2 separate regions of the Gossypium hirsutum genome follow, and region 1 is linked to region 2. Evidence: chromatin contacts called from public Hi-C data. All regions are on one chromosome and are shown on one strand. Each heading gives the region's core, a stretch centred on a gene start, on an enhancer-like site or on the middle of the called end of the contact. The rest is flanking DNA. Distances are from core to core; before and after follow the strand shown.

What was found. A called contact is a pair of places that touch in the nucleus more often than the background predicts.
Region 1: a contact with region 2 is called in a Hi-C map of hypocotyl, with 1.5 times the contacts expected there. The contact joins the promoter of LOC121230361 here to the promoter of LOC107962456 in region 2. A contact is called at or near these places in 6 of 34 Hi-C or Micro-C datasets (anther, callus, hypocotyl and 1 more).

Annotation. Positions count from the first base shown.
Region 1 is chrA06:5,960,006-5,962,705 of Gossypium_hirsutum_v2.1, reverse strand. LOC121230361 reads right to left here and starts at 1,444. Exons shown (of 4, transcript XM_041114980.1): 1 at 572-1,444; 2 at 332-466; 3 at 1-189. The coding sequence starts at 1,265. The coding sequence ends at 122.
Region 2 is chrA06:5,830,946-5,833,645 of Gossypium_hirsutum_v2.1, reverse strand. It overlaps LOC107962456, which reads right to left and starts at 1,450. Exons shown (of 2, transcript XR_001701623.2): 1 at 389-1,450.

The sequences.
Region 1 (2,700 bases), core at 195-2,694, 130 kb before region 2:
AAGGAATTTTCACTCAACCCGATCATACGCCTTACTCATGTCAAGTTTAACCACAAACCCTTTTTTAGGACCGCTATTTGAGCTCTGAATGTAGTGTACTAGTTCATGCTTTGATTCTGGCTTATGCAAGATGGCAGAACCTTCTTCTGCCGATACTCCAAAGTTTTCCCAATAATTTTGTAAATAACTCTGCATAAGCTGATAGGTCGAAAATTAGACATAGTAGTTGGTTCTTTAATTTTTGGGATGAGAACAATTATCGTTTCATTTATACAAGCAAAATCTTTTCAGCCTTTTAAAAAATCATGGCAAAAGTTTAGGATATCCTTACCCACGACCTTCCAGTTTTCTCGAAAGAAAACACCCGAGAGGCCGTCAATACCTGGTGCCTTGCGAGGATCCATCCGGTTGAAAGCAGCTAAAATCTCCTCATCCGTGAAATCCTTCACGAGCATATTATTAATACCTTGGTCAACACACATAGAGATATAGTTCATTTCCACCTCGTCATTATAATCTATGCTCGATGTAAACAGATTTTGGAAATAATCTCCAGCGATCTGAAAAATACCTTCGGTGTCATACACCCACCGTTCACCATGGTCTTGAAGTCTCTCAATATTATTTTTCTTGTGTCTGCTAGTGGCTCTTACATGGAAGAACTTAGTGTTCCTATCCCCTTCCCTCAACCATTTGATTCTGGACCTTTGTGCCCAGTAGCTTTCCTCCTCAGAGTAAAGGTTGCCTAACTTGATGCGCGCTTCCCTACGGTTGTTCATATCAAATAAAGTGGTGGGCCCGTCGATGATTCTATCAATATGCTCAGCCAACACACTAATCTGAGCTTTCATTTTATTATACTTTTTAAATTGCCAAGGCCCCAAAATCTCATGCATTCCATCGATTTTTTCTAGAGTATTTTCGTCCTTTCTACACCACTTATTCTTTATGATCTCCTTTTCTCTTTTATCCTTTGCCCAACACACGTTGTAACGAAAGGCAAGCCTAGGATCTCTGCGTTTCTCTTTAGGCTTTTTCCCTAACGTGTCCAGCAGCACCGTGTCATGATCCGATTTAGTCTGTCTGACTACAACAGCATCTATAAACGGGAAAATAGAAGCAGAATTAGACGACATCACAAGTCGATCTAGACGCTCTTTTACTAAAGCATTACCGTCCCTATTATTAATCCATGTGAACCAACCCCTCGTGGGTTTGATATCGACTAATGTTAGCTCCTCTAACACTTCTTTGAAGGCCTCCATTTGTGCTCTCGGCTTCCTTTTCTCTCCCTCCTCCTCCGCATCATCCAAAATGGTATTAAAGTCTCCCCCAACTATCCATTCTTCTTTGACTGCTCTTCCAATTCTCTTGAGAATTTCCCATGATTGGTCTCTAAAGTTTGAATCTGCATGGCCGTAAAAACCCGTAAACCGAATATTGGTCCTGTTGTCCACCTTTACTAATGAATCAATATGATTGCTCGAATAACTCTAGATGACCACCTCGGCCTCATCTCTCCAAATTAAGCCCATTAGTTACTAATCTAATAAAGAAAGATAAATTGGGTCTAATTAATGCGCAGGCAGTTGACTGGGGTCCTTTTTTATTATTATCTAATTTCGTGGTAAATCACAACACCTAATCATTAAAGGCATAGTGGAAAGAACCAATTGTGCTAATTTAGCCACCAAATCTGATTTAGTAGGCCTTGGAAATTGCCTACCACCAAGCATTTGTTTTTGGGTAATCTATTAAAATAGTCACTTTTGTTTGCTTCAGGTTACATTTTAATCACTTATGTTTGAAATGTTACGTTTTAGTCACTTATGTTATCTTTTTATTACGAAGTGATCACTCTACCGTTAAATTCCATTATCTCTCTAACGATAATCTTACGTGGTAGTCCAACTAGATTTTAGGTGCCAACTTGAATTTCTAAATGGGATGAAAATAAATTTTTAATTAAAATTTTTTAATTAATTAAAAATTTTAAACCTTAACCTTAACTAAAAAAACTTTTCATCTCCTCTTTATTTTTCTTCGTCTCTTCTTTTTTTCAATGTTTTTTTTCATTTGACTGGAAAAAACTATTATTAAGATCAAAATAGTTGAAATCAAATTGACTGTTTCATAAAGATGGATTCAATAGAGGGTTCAGGTACGTCTTCTTTGCATTCCTCTATCTCTTTTATTCAATACTGAAAAACAAAAGTTTTGATTTTTTATTGTTTAATGAAAACCCTAAATTAAAATTCTTGATATTTTCTTCTACTTTTTGAAATTGTTTGTGAATATGTATTTTATTTTGGGTCGATAGACATCCCATAAAATGCAACCAAAAACATGTTTTCATGAACCTGTTTCATTCAAGCTAATTGTAAATTTTTTAGAAAAGTGTTGTTACTTTCACTGTTCTTGTTTCTAATCATTATATTTTCTAGTTCTTTCACAGTTCTTGAATAATTGGTTTCTCAATCAAATTTTTTCTGATCTGAATCAACTTGTATGTTCACAATCTCTTTGTGGGTATTCCAGATTATTCTTTCTTACTGCTGATTTTGTGTTGAATTACCTTGCAATCTTTTTTTTTGCTGGTCTTGGGTAAGTTTTGGTTCAGAGGAGATGAACAGTTTTTTTAATTAAAGTTTAGGTTTAAAAATTTTAATTAAATAATTTTTTTAATTAAAAACCTATTTT
Region 2 (2,700 bases), core at 201-2,700:
ATCTTTTCAAACTCACAGTTATTCACTCAAAACTACCTACAAAACAAATAATCTATTAATGGTTTTTCAGATATACATCCACAGTCTGCAGCATTCATCTTCATATGTAATTCATTCCATAGTTATTCACTCACAATTACTCAAGTTTTATACAGGAAGTTCCAGGCTCACTATCAACTTCTTAGTGACAACAAGAGCAAACAAAATGCAATGACAAGCAGTATTGGCAAACGAAAAATCCGTCAATTTACAAGGATGGGAATAATTAAGATGTGGTAGTGATGTGAAGGGGGCACTAAACTTCATTTAGAGCAAACCAAATGTAATGGCAAGCAGCATTGGCAAATGAATAATTACGATGTAGTAGTGATATGAAGGGGGCTCTAACCTTCATTCAGAACAACATTATATCATGAACATCTTTGGGATATGGAACAGTGATGGCAGATTGATGCTCTGCAGCTGCATGAATCCCTCCCTGCTCGTTGTACCAAATATTTAATCTTATATACTCAAAACTCATATGTTTATGGTTGACCCAACCCAAAATACACTTGCCATTGCCCAAACGATACAGAGTGCCATTCATTGTTGGATCCACCTGAAAATTCTGATGACCATTTGACGGTCAAATGTTTCTTATCAAGCAAATTATACGCCTCCAAAGAACGGAACTTACCAGAATAATTATAAATGACAGTATACAGCACATCGTCCACGATTGTCGCTGATTCAGACCAGTAACAAAATTTTTGTTTGAGGCAAACCCATGATTTACGATCAAAGTAATAAGCGTAAAGAGTATCATTGGCATTGCAGTGTACCAAAATCCGAGATCGAGAAGAATCTAGAACAGGATCACATAGACCGATACCCTCCGGAGGGGGCGACAATGGTTCCCAAATATCCCCACTTATATCGTAAACCTCGCCAAAAGATTCAGAACCTATACGTTCGAAGACGTAAATCTTTCCTTCAGTAGTAAGAACCAGGGGAAAAGACCGAAGGAACAACATAGAAGTAGTTTTTCTCCACCCACGTTCAAGGTCCTTCAAATCTAATTGGAAAACATCGTTTACATCATCATAACAAAAAATAGTAGCATCATTTTTGTGTATTCCCCCAATAACGTAAACGTGGTTGCCACAAGCAACGGCAGTGGAAGATACAGGAGCATCAGGTGGCATCGCCCTAATAAAGACATCATTGCTTTCCAGATCCAAAAAAGTGCAACCGAGTGTCATTTCACCATCGGTACCCAGCCATTTCTCGACGAGGGACCTGATCAGTTCATCTGGCTCTTGCCCACCAAAGTAACTGGAGGAATCACTAGTATCGCCGCTCATGGTTCACCCTCAGCTTCGCCTTTCCAGATCCAAAATTGATTTTAGTTTTAGGGTTTGGGTTGAGTAGTGATTGACAAAAAAGATTGATAGTTGTAATTTTAATATCCTATTGTGTTTTTCAATCTCGATTTAACATATATCTAAAATCAATAATTATAATTCAAGTTTGATTTTAAATTATTTACATAAATATTAGAATATAAAAAATATTTAAATAAGCTTTATTTAATATAATGAAATTTATATTTTTATAATTAATTATTTGATTATGGACTTAAGGGAACACCTTTTACATGATTTAGATCACAAAAGCTTTAATTGCCAAATGAAATATGGGTTGTAGCATTTTTATACCTTTAATTACCTTTTCATTGAAAATTGGGACTATCTTGTTGGCAGTGCAACAAGAGTTGTTTCCCATATTTGTCTATAACAATTTATCATAATTTGTATTCTAGCATTTATCTTTTCAAAGGTTTCACCTTTAGTATTAATTGGGACCTTCAAAACCTAAGCCTTTCAAAGCTTTCAACACCCTCCCTTTGCTCTTAAACCAAGTCTTATTGTACCTCAGAAGCGAATGAGTAAACGGATGGGTGAGGGAACTGAAGTTGCAGAGTTTGCAGAAGACAGAGAAGTGAAAAACACAATGTTGTACCTCATATCTAACTGACGGTAGTGAGCAGCACTTAAGGGGAAGGGGACTAAGGCTAAGGGATATGGTAAAACTTTCAGGTTAAAATAATCGGCAAAATATCTCTATTAGTTCTTGTATTTTATGAAAGTTGCGGATTCAATCCCAATACTTTAAATTGGGTTGGGTTTATAAATTATACTAGATTAGGTTTATATTGGGTAGGACTTAAAAGTGCTGGGGTGAGCCAGTGGTTGGGGCTTAGGTGGGCAGTGGACTAAGCCTAATACATATAATATATGATATTAATTATTAAGTTTGATTAATTTGGTTAATTACTCACTTTCGAGCTAAATAAACTAATAACTAAACTTTTAAAAAATTATTAACCAATCTCTGATCGAATTAGATTAGCTAACCGATTAATTGAATTAGATCGATTCGATCGATTATTTTGATTTTAACCGAAATTTAAACACCCCTAAATCTGTTACTCTAATATGATGATCTTTAAATTATTTTTCTATAAATGTATTTGTTACATTTTTTTAAGTCCTTGAGTGCCATAATCTTGTATATATATAAAGCATTGCATGGCATATAAGAAATTAACTTGGGAGAACATAATGGAAATAGAACTTTGGATTATTAGGTTTTGGTCAATAATGTTCGTTTCTGGGAAGGATATATGGCCTACCCTAGCCAATGAGAGTAAGAGGA